3 separate regions of the Sus scrofa genome follow, and all the other regions are linked to region 3. Evidence: chromatin contacts called from public HiChIP or PLAC-seq data. All regions are on one chromosome and are shown on one strand. The core of a region is the stretch at or near the end of the contact, and the rest is flanking DNA. Distances in the headings are between cores, read along the strand shown. Region 1 overlaps WDR70 (WD repeat-containing protein 70). Region 2 overlaps WDR70 (WD repeat-containing protein 70). Region 3 overlaps WDR70 (WD repeat-containing protein 70).

The links. HiChIP or PLAC-seq counts read pairs in DNA pulled down with a chosen protein or histone mark.
Region 1: a contact with region 3 is called in an H3K27ac HiChIP or PLAC-seq map of skeletal muscle. The contact joins two enhancer-like sites. A contact is called at or near these places in 1 of 47 Hi-C or Micro-C datasets (skeletal muscle) and 1 of 2 datasets of contacts at active chromatin or transcription factors (skeletal muscle).
Region 2: an H3K27ac HiChIP or PLAC-seq map of skeletal muscle shows a contact between it and region 3, with 5 times the contacts expected there. The contact joins two enhancer-like sites. A contact is called at or near these places in 2 of 47 Hi-C or Micro-C datasets (both in embryonic fibroblasts) and 1 of 2 datasets of contacts at active chromatin or transcription factors (skeletal muscle).

The regions. Positions count from the first base shown.
Region 1 is chr16:22,691,321-22,694,741 of Sscrofa11.1, reverse strand. The region is part of intron 7 of WDR70 (WD repeat-containing protein 70); the gene reads right to left. Among named protein-coding and RNA genes, the nearest start is that of WDR70, 93 kb to the right of the region's middle. Within about 2 kb of position 1,346, at least 4 of the 83 cell types and tissues checked have an H3K27ac peak or open chromatin away from gene starts, as enhancers often do. A contact at or near this core is called in skeletal muscle, where this site is marked.
Region 2 is chr16:22,635,189-22,638,498 of Sscrofa11.1, reverse strand. The region is part of intron 5 of WDR70 (WD repeat-containing protein 70); the gene reads right to left. Among named protein-coding and RNA genes, the nearest start is that of WDR70, 37 kb to the right of the region's middle. Within about 2 kb of position 1,713, at least 1 of the 83 cell types and tissues checked has an H3K27ac peak or open chromatin away from gene starts, as enhancers often do. A contact at or near this core is called in skeletal muscle, where this site is marked.
Region 3 is chr16:22,831,960-22,835,337 of Sscrofa11.1, reverse strand. The region is part of intron 10 of WDR70 (WD repeat-containing protein 70); the gene reads right to left. Among named protein-coding and RNA genes, the nearest start is that of GDNF, 130 kb to the left of the region's middle. Within about 2 kb of position 1,672, at least 19 of the 83 cell types and tissues checked have an H3K27ac peak or open chromatin away from gene starts, as enhancers often do. A contact at or near this core is called in skeletal muscle, where this site is marked.

The DNA of each region.
Region 1 (3,421 bases), core at 97-2,596, 140 kb after region 3:
CTGAGAGAGGTTTCTGGCAAGTTCTGCTGTCAGAGCACCACAGCAACCTCTTCATCATTTAGTGAGCCACAGCCTTATCCTCTCACATAAAGGTGCGCATCTCAATCCTGAAAGCCTCTTCTTTAAACGCTCTATCTATCCACTGGGGGTAAGGCTGCTCCTCTTATCTGCTATCCCTCTATTCTCTAGAGTTCTCTTTACTTTTGACTAGCCAATCCCCGTTACAGTTAGTAGTTATTTATAATAAGCTTTCCCTGCTCAAATTACTGTGTGATTTCTCTTTCTTCATCAGCCCCTCACGTAACAAACCTCAAGTGATTAATTAGGCAACTGAGAAAGTAACAGGCTGTTTAGTCCAATTTTTTAATATATGAACATACAGATCAGACATTTGATAATTAGACAGTTCAGACCACTAAACTAAAGTCTGTAAGTAAGAATAGAATGAACCAGTTAGTTCACAGGGCGTATCTTTGTCTACAGTACTCCCATTTTGGAGAGGTCTTGATTTTCTTCAATAACCATGAAAGACCAAGTACCTTAAACAATAACTTCGGCTTTTTTTCTGGTGAATTGTTTTTATGTCCAGAGGGCAATGAAAATCAGAAAAACACAACAAAATTTAAGAAGACGGGAGTAAAAACAATTCTGTGGCCCATTTCTCTGGCTATTTGCTCCTCCAAACTTCTCTATTTACATTTGGAGGAAAATACAACATCTCAGCAACCCCACATGAACCTTGATCTTGCTTTTCAGCTTAATAGGAAAGCTTAATGGTGTCCCTCTGTCTCATCTCACGTGTTCTCTTTGCCAATGTTAAAATGAAACGTTCAGCATCAAGCTCGCCATTCCTGTCCCACTTTGCTCTTAACTCTGCTAGCCACAGAGTTAAAAGGACAGGATTAAGAGTCATTAGACACAGTACTAAGAAGACTTAAAGGGCTTGTTCAGGGGGTAGAGCATCTGCTCCTCAAATTCCTGCCTAAACAGCTAAGATTCCGATCAAAGAGAAGAGAGGGAAAGCCAATCTGACAGTAAACTGGAGTCATGAGGAAGTGAATGTTCTCTCAGGGAGTAACTCTGACACCAGAGGAAGGCTTAGTGACATTGCACAATTCTTTCTGTGAAGTTATTCATGGGGCAAGTGGGAGTACAGGCGTGTAAGTGGAGGGGAGTGGGAAGGTGAAGATTGAGGATCCTTTTAAGTAGTTTTTGCTCTGCTAGCAAAACAAGCTGGGACATGCAAGACAGATAAACACAGCTGTTTGGGGCTGTCACTTGGGGCTCAGGAGCCAAGGTGTCCTGATATAGTGAAAAGCGCACCGGAATGTGAGTCAGGAGGCCAGGGATCCAAGTCCTCACTCTGCTGCTAACTAGCTGTGTGACGATGAGCAAGCCCTTCGGTTTCACTGTACACTCAGTCTCCCCATTTCTTTCCAAATGAGTAGATGGAACTAGATGGCAGCATTAGCAGATGTGCTGTGGAGACAGAATTCATGCACCAGCTTTGGACCTTTGCTGAGTCCCGGTCTCCTCCACTAAAGGGCGCAGAGAAATAATACTTAGAGGACTGGGGTGAAGATGAAAAATAATGAAGGCAGCGAGCACAGTATGTAAAACAAGTCATTGCTATTATCACTACCTCTGTATTTCCAAGGCCTCCTTGAGATTACCTGAAGACTACAAAATCATGGTAGCTGACTGTAATAAACACATTTGAATTGAATACACTGCATATTTCAGAGTCATTACAAGGTAATATAAGGTTAGCACATATTTTAATTATTACTAACCAAATGCTCAGGAAAAATATTTTTGGAGTTCCCACTGTGGTTCAGTGGTAACAAATCCAACTAGTATCCATGAGGATGCAGGTTCAATCCCTGGCCTTGCTCCCAGTGAGTTAAGGATCTGGTGTTGCCATAGGTCACAGACATGGCACTGATCCCACGTTGCTATGGCTGTGGCATAGAGTGGCAGCTGCAGCTCTGATTTGACCCCTAGCCTGGGAACCTCCATATGCCTCGGGTGCAGCCATTAGGGAAAAAAAAAAGGAAAAAGGAAAGAAAGAAAAATATTATGTCTTTTTTAATTTTTTGCACCCACTCACAAAACTCAAGCACTATGTCAAATATAATTACTATTATATTCTTGAAAATGAAAGGCAATACTACAGAAAATGTAGTTTCAGAATTGCATGCCAACTTCCTACAGAATTTGATGAAATTGACTGTTCCTTCCAGGTATGCAAAATATATTATCTAGTGCTAGGAACAGAACAAAATGAGAGACATGAGAAAGAACCACCAAAGGTTTCTGTATGAGAATATCAGAAAATACTGATTTATTCCATGGCAAAATAAATCTTCAGCCACTTCAACATTTTAGCTTTAACACTTAAAAATAGACTTCCAATGCAAAATTAATTAAGACTATATCACCTATTGGCTTAAACAGATAAAAGGTTAGGAAGCTAGTAGTAACTTCACAAAATACTATCATCTGTCAAACAAAACTAAAGCCACAGAAAATTTCCATCCAGGACTAAATATCATTTTACTAAAGCCAATCAATAACTCTTCCCTTCCATTAAAATGCATATTCTCATTTATAAATGTGATGAAATTACTGTCACTCAAGGACAGATTATTAGCTTCTGAACTGTACATGATCTTATAGACAAGTTCCATGCTAAAATGGGAAAATAAGTCCAAAAGACAATGGACCTAAATATCTAAACAATTTATTTTCATATCTTCTGAGGATGAGAGAAATATGATCAAGAAAGGCCAATCAGGGAGTTCCCTTCGTGGTGCAGTGGTTAACGAATCCGACTAGGAACCATGAGGTTGAGGGTTCGGTCCCTGGTCTTGCTCAGTGGGTTAAAGATCCGGCATTGCTGTGAGCTGTGATGTAGGCTGCAGATGCAGCTCAGATCCCGCGTTGCTGTGGCTCTGGTGTAGACCGGTGGCTACAGCTCTGATTAGACCCCTAGCCTGGGAACCTCCATATGCCACAGGAGCAGCCCAAGAAATGGCAAAAAGACAAAAAAGAAAAAAAAAAGAACGGCCAACCATTGTGGATGACTAGCAAAAACTAAGTCCCTGTTCTGATTATTTCCAAGAGCTTCCTTTATGTTAATGCTGATGTTAGGAACAACTCGAGTCTTCATTCTAATAGCACAACAATAGACACTCAGCATTTAACAATGAATAAAAGGTGTGAAGGGAGCAAATAATGGGAAAGCCCTAGTTTAGAAAGCCTCGCTAGGCGTTCCCGTCGTGGCGCAGTGGTTAACGAATCCGACTAGGAACCATGAGGTTGTGGGTTCGGTCCCCGCCCTTGCTCAGTGGGTTAAGGATCTGGCGTTGCCGTGAGCTGTGGTGTAGGTTGCAGACGAGGCTCGGATCCCGCGTTGCTG
Region 2 (3,310 bases), core at 464-2,963, 200 kb after region 3:
GAGAATAACTACTATCACCAAAGCCAAAGATGATGGCCATTGAGTGAGTATGTGTGCCCCGCACAGGTCAAGCCACTGGGGATACAATCGTAAAAGAGACAATGTTACAGCCCTCATGAAACAAATTACTGTGAGGAGAAAGACAAGAAAACTAATAAACAAAATGTCAGATAATGGAGCACCATAAAGCAGTGGAATGAAGGTGGAGTACTTATATAAAGTAGTCAGAGAAGTAACACTTAAACAAAAATCCAAATAAAACCAGGGAGTCGTGGGCATTCCCACTGTGGTTCAGTGGAAACGAATCTGACTAGCATCCATGAGGACACAGGTTTGATCCCTGGCCTCGCTCAATAGGTTGAGGTCTAGCATTGCCATGAGCTGTGGTGTAGGTCACAGATGCGGCTCGGATCCCGTGCTGCTGTGAGGCAGGAAGGAAGCTGTAGCTCTGATTTGACCCCTGTGCCATGGGTGCGGCTCTAAAAAGCCAAAAAAAGGGGGGGGGGGAGCTAGGAAAAAAAAATTAGGGGGTCATGAAGCTCTGTTATTGCACATAGAGGAAAAACAAAATTGAAAGGCTCTGTGAGGAAAAAAGGACAGCTGTTCAAAGAAAAGCAGAAAAGTCAACGTGGGTAGAGAAGAGTGAGCAAGAGAGGAGTGGAAGGAGATCAAGTCAGAGAGACTTGCAGAAGCCAAGTCATGCAGGGTCTTAGGAGGTCAAGGCAAGGAACTAGGATTTCTTAACAATGTGATAGGATAGGAAGAAACTGGAGAGTTTACTGACAGGAAAGAAAGCAGGGAAGTGACAAGCTATTATACGTGTTTTTTAAAGTTTGGGTTACCCTGGGGATCAGAGAAATAAACCTTCTTATTTGCCAAGAGACTTATAAGTTATAAAGAAACTATCCTGAAAATTCCTGCCACTAAGACTTATGCTATACAGGAATGTTACTGATTTTAAAAACTTAAAGATAAAAAACAAACTTTAAATATAACTGTCATAATATTCTCAAATCACAAAAAAATAAAGAATTTTCTATATTATGCTTCAATATAAAGTAACTATTCCAGCATTAATCTCAAACTAAACCTCACCTGTTCCAATTTCTGGAAGACATTGTTTATAAAATTCTTTTTTTCTTCCACTTGTAGACAAGACAGTTGAAAAAAAAAAAAATGGATTTGTGCCAAAAACCAAAATGCTTCTACTGCCCCCTAGTGCTCATCTTAAAGAATGAAGACTTTCCCACATTAGTTTGGAAATAGTAATGACACATTCACTGGATTTTGGAATAGAGCTTCTAGCAACCTCTGCTGACAGAACCTTGCAGGTGTAATTAAACTGTCTTGTTTTAAAGAACATTAATTTTCCTCTGAAATTAGAATCATTAAGTTTCCTCACAATGTTTTTAAAAAACTTTTCTTTCCAGCCAGCTGCACTTAAATTAAAATTGGTCATTAATCAAATATTGGTAATGATGATGAAAACAATAAGAAAATCCAGCAATCTGAGTATTTAGTATGTGTCAATCCCGATGTTAAGTGTTTACATAAATTACCTCATTCTATATCAATCAACTCCTGAGAACTAAAAGAGAGGGTTTTTTTTTTCCATTTTTAACACTTCAAACTTTCCCTAATGCATGAGAGAAAAAGACTGACTGATACAGGTGGTTGGCAATGACCAAGGCCAAAGAGATGAGAAGCCTCAGACCAGAAGTCAGGGAAGCACAGTGGTGGCCCAAACTTGGACTCTTCACCACGGAGCATGCCAACCAGGGAGTCAAAGAAAGTTCATGGAAAACAGGTGCTCACAGCTAAAAAGTCACTGTTACATCTAGCCTTTAGTTACAGTCATAAAAACGCAACTTTCAATTTTCTGTAGTAATGGGAAACTGGATAGCAAGGATAATGAAAATCCTCAATAATCCCAGTTTCCATTTGATTATGTTACAACCTTCTTTACCTTTAAAAAAAATCAGAACTACACACATGTAATAAATACAGTTTAAAAATCACTTTCACCTCTTTCCTGACTCTACCCCCTTGAATTTTTGTTCACTTACTCAGTTCAAAGCAAAATAATAATATACCTCCAAAAACTCACTAAATACTCCTAATTATTTAACAGTTGGTGTAGTTTGACAAAGTTCAGTCATGGTTTGCATACCACTTTCATTTGCATTCTATTTGAAGGAACAATTTTATTACCATTGCAGATAAGATCAAACGAAGGGAAAGTGAAAAGTAAGTTTGTTATCAAAAGAAATTATAGGAGTTCCCGTCGTGGCGCAGTGGTTAATGAATCCGACTAGGAACCATGAGGTTGCGGGTTCGGTCCCTGCCCTTGCTCAGTGGGTTAACGATCCGGCGTTGCCGTGAGCTGTGGTGTAGGTTGCAGACGCGGCTCGGATCCCGCGTTGCTGTGGCTCTGGCGTAGGCCGATGGCTACAGCTCCGATTCAACCCCTAGCCTGGGAACCTCCATATGCCTCGGGAGCGGCCCAAGAAATAGCAACAACAACAACAACAACAAAAGACAAAAAGACAAAAAAAAAAGAAAAAGAAATTATAATATACATTAACATTGCCAATCCAGTGACTTCAGCAGTAACACTAAATCAACTACTAACCTGCAACTGAAGTGAAATGCGTATTAAAAAAAATAATCACAATCAGGCAGTATAGTTCTTAATGTAAAACTATCAATATGTTCTCTGGTAATTTTCCTTTCAATTCTGGTGCTATCGAGAACTCATTCCTTTTTGGCTACATCCACAGCACGTGGAAGCCCTGGGGGCCAGGGATCAAACCAATGCCACAGCAGAAACCCAAGTCACGAATAGTGACAACAGATGGTTAACCCAACATGCAACCAGGGAACTCCAAGAACTCATTTTTTTTTAAAGTTCATGACTAGAAGAGGCACAAAGAACTAACGGGGTGATGGAAGCTCCTACTTCTTATTTGGGATGGTGGCTACACACAGTGCATATAGAATTGTCAAAACTGCTCAGACTAAAAACTTAAGATCTGTACACATTATTAGATATAATTACACCTCAATCAGAACAATAACATTTTAAGTTTTGTGGGACTGTTTTAAGAGAAAACTACAACTTTTTTCTGTCTCATTTAACAGATAGGTTCACAAGCAATTCTAGTCTATATAAAGTAACTAATTAATCTCATTCAACTGTGGGGCCTGCTCTTACAATTATTAAACTATTATGAAACTAAATTTTAAACTTAGGACAAGGTATATATAATGGCTCTTACAAAAACAGGGGTCTAGTGAGTTCCCTGGTGGC
Region 3 (3,378 bases), core at 423-2,922:
TAGCCTTCTACCAAGAAATATCCATCAGAAACTTGTCCTGCAAACCTATAAGTAAAATGAATTCAACTTGATTATGTCTTATACTTAGTATATAATCACTACATTCCTCTCTTGCCTTTTTGTATCTGCTGGTGTGACCAAGAGTTTCTCTAGCAATGTTTCTTTTTCTTTTTTCTTTTGTCTTTTCTCCTTTTAGGGCTGCACCCGTGGCATATGGAGGTTCCCAGGCTAGGGGTCGAATCGGAGCTACGGTTATTGGCTTACATCACAGCCACAGCAATGCCAGATCCAAGCCGCGTCTGCGACCCACACCACAGCTCACGGCAATGCCAGATCCTTAACCCACAAAGTGAGGCCAAGGATCGAACCCACAACCTCATGGTTCCTAGTCAGATTTGTTTCTGCTGCACCACCATGAGAACTCCTAGCAATGTTTCTTAATCCTTGCTGGGGTTGCTTGAGACAACCATGGTCTCTAGGTAGCTGTAGTCTGTTTCCAACCAGCTCCAGCCACTTCTATATATTCACTGACACTAAGATAATGATTCCAGAAGACAATATTGAGTGAGAGAGGAGAGTGCTTAGAAAAGCTCATTCTTGGAGGATACAGAAGGGAGGGTTGTGTGTTTAAATCATTTTTCTTTATGTCACTAGATGAGAACTTTCCCCCCACATTTCTGCTCCTTTCTTTCAAGTAGGTCAGCGTCAGATTATTTCTTTCCCAGGCACATCATCTGAACTCTAAGAACCCCAATGAGTTTCAGACTACAGCTGAGTACAGAGCTATGCATCACATATCATGGTGCCTACAAGATGAACATACTTAATAAATATAGCAAATAAAACTCTGAACTTTTGAGCATGTTTCAAGGAAGCAACGTATTTCATAGTAAGCTGACAGTTTCCAAGTTTCCAACTTTTTTAAAAAAGATAATTGTGTTCCAGCCAAAATGTTCTGCCCTTCCCTCATTCCCTCCTTCTCCCCCCACTTCATTTTTTTAAATTAAATAAAGACAAAACACAATGATATCTAACAAAGGTTTCTGAAAAGTTCGTTCATCATCCCCCATAAAATCAAAGCATGATAATAAAATTTTCAGAATCCTCATTTACAATGTTAACCATATTTACTAAGGATTTACACACAACCCAGAGATATAGAAATGAAGAGACCATGTGGAATTTTCTTAATGGATTCACAAGTTGGGAAAGGAGAAGAAACCCTTCAGACCTCTTATTCTTTCATAAAACATTTACTGCATCAAGAATAAGCCAGGTTTAAAGGGCATCAAAATGACTAAGAATTGGCCTCTGCTGCAATGGGTAGGCTCACAGGAGGGAGAGAGACAGACAGAGATGAAGGAAGAGGAAGGGAGGGTGGAGGGCGGGAAAAGGGGAGAGTGAGCATTTATGACCAGGGCTGAACTCTCCAGCACGGTTCTCCACTCTAAGTCCAGGTTCACTGTTGCAACCACTGTGATTTCAGAAAACAGCTATGACTTAGCATTTATTTTTTCAACTGTATTTGGCAAAGAGATAGCCCAGGCTTCATTCATAACTGGACAGTGTTGCAACTGCATGCCTGTTTGGTCGTCTCAAACCAGGTGACTGCAGTGTGTGACTACCTAGGGCTCTGTCTGAGGACCAGCTGGAAGCTGCAGCTGCGGGAGAGCGCTCTGCCACTGTGAGTCACAGGCAGAATATGATGCCACTGCTCTGGAATCTCCTGGCTCCCCATGTGCTTGCAACTTGAAATTCAAGGTGTTTACTTTAGTCTATAAAACAAACCCCTTATGGCTAAGGCACAAGTTACCTTCACATTAATCTCCCTTCTTATAAACCCGAGCTGAGTTCAGCTGGTATCCCAGTTAGGCCCTTGAGATTTATGCTTCAGAAATCTGGATGCAAAAAAAAAAAAAAAAAAAAATTACAGCCCCATAGAAGATCCATGCTTTTAGAATTTCAAGAAGGCATGAAATGAAACTTTGGACTTTGGACTCTATTTCTAACCTCTGAGACATTATATAAAATAATTGAAAGACGGGGATATTATCTTATTAGAGCATTTCAATATCTGGTATACTTTACTGCTATAATTTTAAACAAAGCATAATTTTACTGGGGGGGGGGAAATGAGGTAATAGAGACTCTCATAAGATATTCCGTAGGTCTCCAAATGAGGATATCATCTAAATCACCAAGAGAAATGATTTAAGAAGAAAGTCCTTCTAAAAGAGACAGCCCCAGAGCAGGGTTTCCCAGAGGATGTTTTCTGTAACATCATCAGATCCAGGGGTGGGCTGGGGGTGGGGTGGTTCCATAGCCAAGTAAGCCTGGGAAACTACAGTTTATTTGCATACCATGGCCTTGTCTTGAAGATTCACAATGCACATTAGGATATTAAAAGTTAGAGTCTTTTAAGTAGTAGTCCTGAAATAAATCAACCTCTTTAACATTTCCAAAGCTTATTTGACTACAGAACCTTTTTTTTTTTTTTTCTTTTTCCTTTTCAGAAAGTACTTACTAACATGAATAGAATTAACATTCTCTGGACCTTAATTGGGGAAACACATATTTAGAGCAAGGGCCAGTAAACTTCTTCAGGAAAAAGGCCAGACAGTAAATATTTTAGGCTTTCAGGATTATAAAGTCTCTGTCGCAACGACTCACTTGTGTGGTTACAGCAGGAAAGCAGCCACAGACAATAAACAAATGGATGAGGTTGTGTTCCAATAAAACTTTATTTATAAAAAGAGGTGGCAGGCTGGATTTGGCCCACAGTTTGCTGACCTCTGATCTAGAGAGAATAAAAATCATAGGGAAAGGCACTCTATTTATAAAATCATTGTTATAAACACTAAAGGCTTCCTTGTGATTCACTACTAATTTCAACTTGTAACACTAATGGTGGCGGCAACAGTAATAATAATGCCAGGTACATTGACTGAACATGCTGCTACTTAGTGCACTATAACATATATTTTCTAATTTCATTCTTCAAACAAGCCTCCTGTTGTGTATGTAACCATCATCTCATTTTACAACCAAGAAAACTGTGGCTTAGCAAGGTGACTTACCCAAAGACGTATGACTAATAAATTTTTACTCTCATGGTTTTTCTCAATTACTCAATGAATTTTATTACATGTATAGTTGCACAACAGTAAGTTTTATCCGAGTAAAAATTTCAAACTCTGATTCTAACTCCAGAAACTGTACTCTTCATTAAAATACCTCTTTTTCTTTATTTATCTTTGCAGCCATGTTTTACCAGGTTTCTTTTAGGGTTGCCTAGGCTATTACATCTCCTTAAACTCCCAGGAGGGGCAATGCTGGGAGAGAGATGAACAACATAAAATAACTTGTTCCCCTTCAAAC